Regions from separate parts of the Triticum aestivum genome. Here region 1 is linked to region 2. Evidence: chromatin contacts called from public Hi-C data. All regions are on one chromosome and are shown on one strand. The core of a region is the stretch at or near the end of the contact, and the rest is flanking DNA. Distances in the headings are between cores, read along the strand shown.

What was found. A called contact is a pair of places that touch in the nucleus more often than the background predicts.
Region 1: a Hi-C map of leaf shows a contact between it and region 2, with 6 times the contacts expected there. The contact joins the promoter of LOC123092664 here to the promoter of LOC123092659 in region 2. A contact is called at or near these places in 2 of 5 Hi-C or Micro-C datasets (both in leaf).

Annotation. Positions count from the first base shown.
Region 1 is chr4B:452,409,324-452,414,982 of IWGSC CS RefSeq v2.1, reverse strand. LOC123092664 (josephin-like protein) reads right to left here and starts at 3,284. Exons shown (of 2, transcript XM_044514481.1): 1 at 2,961-3,284; 2 at 1,071-1,959. The coding sequence starts at 3,101. The coding sequence ends at 1,504. LOC123092663 (sulfoquinovosyl transferase SQD2) reads left to right here. Exons shown (of 11, transcript XM_044514480.1): 11 at 139-785. The coding sequence ends at 577.
Region 2 is chr4B:451,890,317-451,895,616 of IWGSC CS RefSeq v2.1, reverse strand. LOC123092659 (50S ribosomal protein L4, chloroplastic) reads left to right here and starts at 3,159. Exons shown (of 2, transcript XM_044514477.1): 1 at 3,159-4,230. The coding sequence starts at 3,309.

The DNA of each region.
Region 1 (5,659 bases), core at 2,035-4,534, 520 kb before region 2:
TGAGAACATGGTATGCTTTTATTTGCAATGAGCACTAAGCAAGTGATAACCAACTTATTGTGCTCGGCCATCTGTTTGACCCCATGCGGTTTCCTCTTCAATTCTGGAGACGTTTACACCATATGTTTATCTTGGCAGGGCTGAGCTGGAAAAAATGTTCACAGGTATGCCTGTAGTTTTCACCGGAATGCTCCAAGGCGAGGAGCTCTCGCAGGCGTATGCCAGTGGGGACGTATTTGCAATGCCTTCAGAGTCTGAGACGCTCGGACAAGTAGTGCTGGAGTCCATGGCTTCTGGAGTCCCGGTTGTCGCTGCTCGCGCCGGAGGCATACCTGATATAATACCCAAGGACAAGGAGGGCAAGACCAGCTTCCTCTTCACACCCGGGGATCTCGACGAGTGCATGAGGAAGATCGAACAGCTCCTGTTGTCGAAAGACCTCAGGGAGTCGGTCGGAAGGGCTGCCAGAGAGGAGATGGAGAACTGCGACTGGAGAACGGCCTCGAAGACGATACGCAACGAGCACTACAGCACCGCGACGTTGTACTGGCAGAAGAAGACGGGCAGAACGGGGTAGGCGGCGCTTATCCAGCCAGGCACTCCGTTTGCTGCCCTGTCTACTGTTATACTACAACCAAAGGATTTGTACATTGTACCCAGCAGCAGCTTGCGAGCTTGTGTGGCTTGCTGCACCCGTATGTCCACAGTTACGGATGATTGACCGGCCGCTTGTATGCAGTTCCCGTACATTACAAAGTTCTTTGAAATTGGCCATTTCTGTCGTACTGCTAGTCTGTTTCTACTAATTATGTACTCCCTCCGATTCGGAATTACTTGTATTCTAGATACATCCATTTCCGAGACAAGTAATTCCGAACGGAGGGAGTAATAAGGTTGACGCAAGGCTTCTCTAATCTTCCAATGCATTAACCCATTCGATTCTTCAAGTTAAAGATTTCGAAACCACTGGCCTTTCTTCCAGGTACTAAACAGAAGATAAGCTGATAGGCTTAAACAGCAGCGCTACCGCTGTCGATAATTTTAACAGTACTTGGCCAACAAGAAACACACAAGGAAATATAAAACTCACACCAAATGTTTTAAGATGTAATGTACACGTCAAAGCGATGCTCACAAAATAGTTTCCACAGGGCATATACACTTCAGTTTCCCAGAAAAAAACAGGGCACATACACTGCCGGAGCAGATTCTCCTTTCCAAAGCTCTGCATACACAACTGACAGTTCCCTCAGGCTTAAAAAAATAAGACAGTTCCTCAGCAGCATGTGATATGCCTCTGTCGACAACTTGTTGGCATTTGACATACACAAAATCAGTTAAATACAAAGGCCAATGACTGTCATGATTCTCACAAAGACTGAAAGTTTCAGAGAAGTTACTATTGCAGACGCAAGCGGTCTCATTGCCAATTCAGAAATATGGGCAACGGGTAAATCATGGAGGAGAAGCCATTAGCTGTAGCCCCGATCTGAAGCAGTGCAATCATTCGTCTTGGAGCACGATCATCAGTTCTCCGCCTTGACTGAGAACGCTGTCCAGGAATGCAATTAGTTTTTCTTTGCACTGAAACTGCTTGGCCGACGGAAGATCGCTGTCCAAATTAAACCAGATGCCATCAATGCTTCGAATTGCTACCCAATGCCTGCCGGTCCACAGACCCCTTAACCTCCTGACGGGTACATTGATCATCAGCCCTACCAGCGCTTCCGCATCCAGATCTATCGAAGATGCCCCCTTCCGATGATCATGCCAAACTACCTTCTTCTTTCTAGATTCTACCGCCGCGATAAGAACATTTACATCATAGTTCCCTGTTAATGCATTGTGGTGGGGCTTCCAAATCAACGATAGAGGAGTCCATCTCTCCTTGTTTGGATCAGTAAGAACAAGGTTTTCAGCAATCCCATCCAGCTCAGCTCGGGTGAACGATTCTTTTTCCTGAACCACACACAACACAATCATGGTAAGCCCAGATTAAATAAGGTGGCGTCAGAGCGAAGAGACCGACTATGCAGTGCATGATAAGATCATGCTACCTGTATATATGTTGATGAGTGAAAGTGCCAATCAGTTACCTCTCCGAGGATTAAGTTATTGTAATATTTTTTTCATACTGATTATTACTCCCTCCGTCCCGTAATGTAAGACGTTTTTTGACACTACACTAGTGTCAAAAAACGTCCTACATTATGGGACGGAGGGAGTAGATGATAAGAAATGAAAGCCAATCAGGCAGCAGCATAAATGCTTGTTATTGCCGTGTGATCTTGGCCTCTTGCACTCACATGGCCGCAAGCGTGCACAGCTTGCTTTCCCAAATTCATGTCAACGTCAATTTGAAACGTCATTGTGAAACTTGACAAAGACCAAAATATTTGTTTTTATCCCTATCAGCTACCAATTCATGATTCACGCGCACAACTGGCAAAGCCTTCATTGTATTCGGTGGACAGGGGGCTGCAAAACGGGTGAACCACACCCACCCATAAACGTATCGACAAAACTAATGACGAACAGTGCCCACTGAATGGACCAACAGTTGACAGAGGGACCTCAATTGCTGTCTATTTCTACGGACCGAGAAGGAACATCTTTACATACTTCAATATATGCCCTGATCTTTCACCACTGCGTAAGTTGTGACAAGTTGGAAACAATCACACAAAAAACATGCCCACCCAGGGCACAACGCTCCGCGACTACAACAATCTGTAGCTTCACGCCGAGTAATTTCAGTACTTAGTTCGCAGATGTGGGTGCTGACTGACTGCCGATGTCCTTTGATGGGAACAATCAGGCTAACAAGAAAGCACGAGAGATAGAATCTAATTTGTTGGACTCAATTACTAAACTTAGGATTACACAAAGTTCTAAGTGCAGCTACGAGAACCATGACAAGAACATAGTAGCGCGACTAAGCAAGAGAGGAGAAGGGTCACCTGCATAAGGTTGTTGAGGGCGTGGAGGAGGCAGAACTGCATCCTTTGCCTCTCGTGGTACACCTTGCTGCCGCTGCTGCTTCCCGCCGGGGCCGGCCCTTCCTCGTCTGGCTTTGCTTCCGATCTGGCTCCCGACTCCATGCTGCCGCGATTGATACCGGGGCAGCGGGGGATTGGCCGGATGGCGGCGGATTCCTTCCCTTATCTCACGGCCGCACCAAACAGACGCACGGCTTCTGCGCCGCCGCCACGACTGATGCCTGCCTTTCGTCGTGGACGCAACAATAAACAACCGAACAGAAAGGTTTTTTTTTTTGACGGGGAACAGAAAGGGGATTAGCACCGCCCGACCGGCCCGAGTTGATTTTCGGTCATGTGGGCTGTTTCGGCTTTCCGGGGATTCTTTAGGTTAAATTAAAAGAGGTCATTGTCTTTCTCGCGAACACGCAAAGCTTGCGTATCATTTCATTGATAGAAAAAAGAGAATTGAGTACAGAGGAGGGTTACAAAACATGACATGGACGCGAGAAGGCATGAGCATGGAACCCAGAGCAGAGAGACAATGGATGCTCAACCCGAATAGGAAAAAGACACAACTAAACCCACCAAGCGTAGAACTAGTGAGGCAAGCCAGACTAGCAAGACGTCAAACATCTTCAAATCCAACACCGGGGACGCCGTGAGTTAGCAAGATAGCGCCTTCAAGAAGGGGAACGACATCGTTACGCCGCTGCTATCCGATCCAGAGAATCGGATCTAGGGTTTCCCCCGATACTCGAAGAGGGGCACAGATAAAGACCATGGCAACGCCTTCAGGAAGGGAAACGACACCCACAAGTGCCGCCGCTACCAGCATCGGCAAGCCGAGCAAGGATTTCGCCTGGCCTTAGTTCGAGCAATCCCATTGCCGCCAGATGAGGATCCGAAGATGAAGAAGTCAGCACGCCAGACGACCGCCGCCAAAGAAGGGGGCAAGGTGGGGCTGCACCTGCCACCGTCAAAAAACGCGAGCTTTGGAGTCGTCATGGCGTGTGGGGTGGACGGGGTCGGGAAGGCAACGGGCAAAGAGCTGATGCGGATGGATGGTGGTGGCCGACGCCGCTAGCAAGCCAGGAACCGGAAGGAGACGCAGATCCTGACTGCGAGAGACGTGACCGCCAGAACACCGACAAGCCAAAGTAGCTGGAAGGGACGCAACTACCGGAGCGTCAAGGCCGAAAATCCACACCGGCATAGCACCGACAGGCCATGAACACTGGAGAACGCAGGTTCGTGGCCGCCGGGATTGGAGTGATGTCGACGGGGATCCACCGCAAAGCTTTGACCGACTGCCAAGCATGTGCAGAGGCCACCATGACCAAACATGTGCAGAGGCCACCACCGCCGCTCGGAGGAGGCGCCGTCGGAGACGAAGGGTGGTCAGCGTCTGAGCAGGACCAGACCCCGGCCAGGCCAGCCACGGGCGTGGCCGCGCTGCCGCATCAGACGGGCAGACGAACCGGAGCAGTTGGTGGAGGTGCGCGACCATGGAGCGCCAGATCAGGTCCGAGGGGGGGGGTGGCGCTCCGACATGAGGGGAGGGGGTTCGGGGGCGGGGCGAGACCTCACAGGCACCAGCTCCGGGCGCGGCGACGCCTCGCCGGCCGGCCCACTGGTAGCGGCGCCGGAGGGGGCGTTGGTGGAGAAGCCCCCGGCCGGATCGAGGGTTGGCGGGGATCTGGCAGGGGAAGGAGGACGAGGCCGCCCCGCCGTCACCATCCTCGGGCGTGGCACGGCTTCGCCGGCCGGCCCTCCGGCAATGGCGTAGCAGGGCACGGTGGTGGAGGTGGCCTTCGAGCGGCGGCGAGGTCTTTCCCCCGTGTCGCCAGACGCGGGCGACGCGGGGGACGCTTCTTCCGTTTCAAAAAGAGGTCATTGTCTCAATAAAAAATTAAAAGAGGTCAAAATGCCCTACAAACGACAAAACATCCTAAAAAACCAAAACAGTCCCAAACAATGCTAAAAGGGCCGTGAGCCAAGTGTCGTGCCGGTCGGGACCGTGAACAAGAGGGTTGTGTCGGGCTAGCCTTAAGGCTTGGCTTTGGGGACCGGCCTTGTTCCATGGCGGGCCCAAGGCCGACCTGACCTTTTTATTCACGTGTTGTGTTGGGCTTGTGCTGGGCTAAAAATCATAGCCCGCGGTCCAGCCTTAAAAGCACAAACTACATGGCTAGGTTTGCACTGCCTTATTACTCTTCTCTTTTTACAATCACATACCACAAACAAATTATTTGTATTTACCAAAATATACATGTAACTGGTTCTACAACTCTATACTGTTACCAAAATAATTTTCAGTCACAAGTACATTTGATTCCAATGTACATTAGATTCTTACTAACAAACGTGTGGGTCTTGGGATCAATAGTTTTTCGAGCGGTGTAGGTTCTTCTCTAGGACGATCCTTGTGATGTCGTCAACCACTTCATCTCCTTAAGGAATCCTAGCATGCAACCTTTTTATGGAAGAGAGGCTAAATGAATGCCAATCAGGAGCATGTGCTATCCCCAAATCTCCAGACGTAACACTAGGCATCAGATCTGGGTTTGGACTTGGTGCATTGGGGGTATTCCACCTCTTTGTCCATCAAGCATCACCATGGGAAGGTTGATGGACCATCAAAAGTTATTGAGTTCGAGTCACGGGCTGGATAGCCTTGG
Region 2 (5,300 bases), core at 1,910-4,409:
AGGAGGGCCCGCCGGTTTTCGCGCCAAAAATGTTTCGGCCGGCGCCCCCAAGCGCCCCCAGTGCGCCGGGTTCGGCCTGGGTCCGTTGGCGCCAATTTCGGTCCGAGCCGGCGAAAAATGGGCCTTTGGGGGCGCGACTGGGCCGTTTTTTCGGCACCAGCGCAAAAAAATTGCCTGGGAGGCCGTTCTGGGGGCGCGGCTGGAGATGCTCTTACCACCCTCTCACCTCCTAATGGGTTGGCAATGGGGATCACCCAGACGGGTATTGGACTCCCATCCTCGTCCTCATGAGAGCTTTTCCATGCTCGTCCCCATCTCCATACCCATCTGCGGAGATAAAAATATTGAGTAAAGTGCAGAAAACCACCAGTTTGAAGGTTAGGTTTGCGAAAAACACTACAATACATTATTTTTGCAGAAAACACCATGTCTTCAGTAATCTTTTTACAGAAAACATTGATCTTCAGATTGGGCTCGGATAAGTGAGATTATGATAGATGGGGCCCGTCGGACAGGCTGACGTGGCACCAATCTCTCACACCGTTACATCGAATCGTTTTGCTTGACAGGGGACCCGTTGTCAGTGAAACACTCTCTTCTCTGTGTCAGACCACTTAGTCATTTTATCGAGCAGGTGCAGCTCACCACGGCGGTGCAGGTGTTGCAGGGCGCAGGAGGTTCGCCGAGGTGGTCTCCGGCGATGCAATAGAGGCGCGCAGCATGGATCCGGCGGGGATGACCTGATCCCGACGGGATCTGGATGAACTGGACGGCGGCGAGGCGGTTCCTGATGTTGAGAAGGCGCGGTGGCCCGCGGTTGGCAAGCTCCAGCGTCAGTGGCTGGTCAGGCAGGGGGAAGCACCGGCTCCGTTGCCGAGCTCGAGCATGCCGGTGCCCAAGGTGATGCAGACCTTGGTGCGCACTGGTGCCAAGGGGGATGCAGACCACGGTGGCGCTCCAGCCTATTGGGATGCAGACCACGGCGGCGGCGGGCCTGGGCGAGGCAACGACGGCGGTGAGCCTGGGCATGGCAACAACGATGGTGGACCTGGTGAGGCAATAACGAAGTCTGCGTGAAGATAAGATGAACCCTTTTTTTTCTTTTTTTCTTGCAATGACAGGTGGACCCACATAGGATGATAACGTTACCAGGCGTTGCCGTTACATGTAAGATGTTAAGCAGTGCCACATCAGCCTGACTGGTGGGTCCCTTCTGTCATAAACTCACTTATCTGAGCCCGATCCGTCGAGTAGTGTTTTATGCAAAAAGATTACTGAAAACATAGTGTTTTCTGCAAAAAAATGCATTGTGGTGTCTTTTGCAAACCTAACCTTCAAACTGGTGGTTTTCTGCAATTTACTCTAAAAATATTACCATCCCCATCCCCGTCGGGTTTTTATCCCCGTGGGGAAACCCATACGCGCAATCAGCAACAACCTTCTATAGCATTTCAGTAGGTTTTCTTAGGGTTTTTTGTCCAAAGGTGGGATGAGTGAAAATTTGGTTGGGTAAGGATGTGAATTACATGGGTTTTTACTAATTTTAGAGCCCATATGCAAGGCCTTCATGTAAGGAGGGTAACTGGCATGGGTAATACTATCCCATCTCCATCCCTGTCTTGCACGCTGGGTAGGGTATTTTACCCACCAGCTTCCCCATGGACATTAAAGTTAGCATGGGTAATACTATTCCATCTCCGGCGCTGTGCACGACCAGCTCCACCGCTGGCCCACCAGGCGAGGGTTCCGCGCGGCGATGGGCGCCTCCTCCGGCACCTCCTCCTTGACGTCGACGTCCATCTCCGGGATGGCCACGTCTCCGGTCACAGACAGGGCCAGATCGGTTTCCAGGCCATACCATTGTCGCTCGTCGTGCGTGTTCATGGAGTCCTCCATGACATGCCTCATGAGCGCAGGCCTCCTCCTCCTTGGTCATGGGCAGCGGCGGTGGCGGGGACGGGGACGGGGACGGAGAAGGCGTCGGCGTGATGCCGCGCACATGCCTACGTCCCCTGTTTAGGGAGGGCTATCATCAGCACGAGGAGGACGTAGGTGGCGCGGGTTAGGAGGACGAGTAGCAAAAAAAGATTGCCGCCTCTGGTCGTGCTCGTCGCGGAGCAACGTATCCCATAGCGGCGAATCTATGGCATACTTGGAGCCCACCAGTAGATCCGGTGGGAGGCGCCGGCGCCGTCGGTTGATCTCCTCGCGGCGGGCGCGGCCACTCGCGGGCACTGGAGGGATCGGCATGCGGTCGGTGGAGAGATGCCAGTTATTTGGCAGGTGGACATCTCCCCAGGGCATCGGTGTCGCCTCTCCCGGTAGCGACGACATACATCCACAGGGATGTATGGCCTGTCGCGATGCCCGGCCGTTGGCGGCGCCATCTGAAAAGCTGGCGGAGAAGGCGAAGGAGAAGTCGGTGCGGATCTGCTGGAGCGGCGTCGGCCCGAGGAGGAGCCGGCCTTGTGGCCATGCTTCCCCTTGATCCAATGCCAACCCATGGCGCCGACGGCAAGGTGGGCGAGCAGGACGGGGAGGTGGCTAGGGTTTGCTCGTGTCGGCAATGGAGGAGGCAGGCCGGCTTGGAAGTGGAAGCTGTAGACTGGCCGGTCCACGGCTTCCACATTAAGAAGGACGGTGACCCCACGCCTATGTCATTGACAGTCGAGCCCCGCCGTGCGTGCGCATTCAATTTGACGGTGGAGGTAGGTGGACGGCCGCCACGCGTCCCATGGCGGACGAGGAGCTACCGCGTGCCCGTCCGTTCAGCGCCTGTCTGGACGCAAACCGGGCGTAAGTTTGCACCGGAAATGGGATGGGCCGAACGCAAAACGGATAAAATTTGATGATGCGGCCGCACGTTCGACCGCGTCATCTGTCTGTTTTGATCCAAGCGGACGGGGGAGTTGGGCTAACTTCATAGGTGAGCGAGCATGACCCAATTGCAATCTATATTTTATTTGTAGGGTGTTTTATGCTATTTTGCAGGACCGCTGACGATTTTTATGTGATTTGTTATGTCCGATGTCTTGCGGTATTGTAAATCCGGTTTAGTAGGAAACTGTGTAATATTTCTGCGGGACGAGTTTTTTGGACCTGCTAGCTCAGGGAGTGGTGAGAAGTGCTGACTTGGCGGGGTCAAGACGCAGTCGACAGTGCGCGACGGACGGGGACACTCCTGCCAAACGGGCGAACGGGTGTGGTGTGGATAAAGAGATAGAAGTGGCAGCTGCAGCGGCAGAGCCATCTCCTCCCCCATCTCCGTCCGCCCCCCAGCGCAGCGCAGCCGCCGTAGAGCCGCCACAATGCCGGTCTCCTCCGTGGCCTCGCCCCTCCTGCTCTCGCTCTCCGCCTCTTCCTCCTCCTTCCTCTCCTCGCCCTCCTCGGTCTCCTTCCTCCCCTCCCCCTCCTCGTCCTCCTTCCCGCACGCCTCCGTCAGGGGGAGGCCGTCCGCCTCCATCCTCCGCGCGCTGCGGGCCGAGGCCACCACCCTCCCGGTCATCAACTTCACCGGGGAGAAGGTCGGGGAGGTCGCCCTGGACATCAAGGCCGCGCCGCCCTCCACCGCGCGCGCTGTCGTGCACCGCGCCCTCATCACCGACCGCCAGAACGCGCGCCGGGGCACGGCCTCCACCCTTACCCGCGGGGAGGTTCGGGGCGGCGGGAGGAAGCCCTACGGCCAGAAGAAGACCGGGAAGGCGCGGCGCGGGTCGGTCCGTACGCCGCTCCGCCCCGGCGGTGGAGTCATCTTCGGCCCCAAGCCCCGGGACTGGACCATCAAGATCAACCGCAAGGAGAAGCGCCTCGCTATCTCCACCGCGCTCGCCAGCGCCGCCGTCGCCAACGACTCCTTCGTCGTGCAGGAGTTCGACGAGGAGTTCGCGACGGGGCCCCGGACCAGGGACTTCGTGGCCGCGCTTCAGCGGTGGGGGCTCGACCCCAGGGAGAAGGCCATGTTCTTCTCCACGGAGCTTGATAATAATGTGCGGCTGAGCGGCAGGAACATTGGCACCCTCAAGATGCTAACTCCCAGGACGCTCAACCTGTACGACATCCTCGACGCCCGCAAGCATTTCTTCACCCCGGCCGCCATTGATTACCTCAACTCGAGGTACGGTACCACCGGTTTTGATGAATATGAGGGCGATGATGGCGAGGACGACGGTGAAGAGGAAGGGGTGGAGGAGCAAGAGGAGGGAGAAGAAATCACAGAGGAAGCTGCCCAAGGTACATACAGCTATCCATGAACATTTTGCACTGCTGATTGCAACTTGCTGTTTGATTATTTCTATGCTAGATATGTGGGAAGAGCTAGTAATTCGAAGCTGAAATCCTTTATGTACTACTCCCTCAGTCCCACAATGTGAGAAGTTTTTTGACACTGAGGGAGTAGTACATGTTTAAACAAGCAGTGGGGTGAACACGTAGGAATAATTAGGTTGTTAGGACACTGATGTTACAAACCCTCAACATTACCACGGTCGAGGCTTTGACATTATCTAGTGACATGAATTGAGTTGCCTGTGATTGCCGTAAACAGTTAGTGCAGCATATTGCATAAAGGGTTATGGAAAAAAGATGAATGAAATTTGTCAGTTTATATAGTTGATCCACTGCAATGCCAAGATAGATTGTCCCCTCCAGTTAATCAATAGCTTGCAGCGACACTTACTGATAGCATTAAAGGGAAAGTAAAATCCTACATGTTTCCAATCAAGGCACCTTTGATGTTAAAAGTCCTAGCTTAAGTCGGGGCACACCAATCAAGACAGCAAGACAAAGAAATGTTAACACCATTTTATTTGTTAAGGGTGGATAAAGGCTTTGTGGGTTTAGGATTCTATGTTTTTGACTGCTGTAGAATTCTTTGCACCATTTAAGAAAGTCTATCATGCTTGAGCCTCTTATTAATCTGCACTACACTGTCTACACTGTGTGGCAAGTGTAGAGTGAGTTTTTTTTTTAATTCAAAAATCTCAGGGAGTTAGGATATAATTGAAGATTTATTTTAGAAGCATGCTTACAGATCCACCTATGCTGATAAAGTCTATCTAGCTCTTGTATGGATTGCGTACAACGATATGCTAATCCTGTACTTCTGTAGTTGGAGCAATTTAATCTCTTAGATCGAAGGGGGGAAGCTAATTTGTAAATATAAAATGACCTCACGTGATGGAATTTAATCTTTTATACCAAAGATAGATTTAAATTTCAAGCATTGAACCGACAAATAAAAGGGATGAAACCATGGTATCCATAAATCCATGGAACTAGAACTCTAGGAATCCTGATGCGTT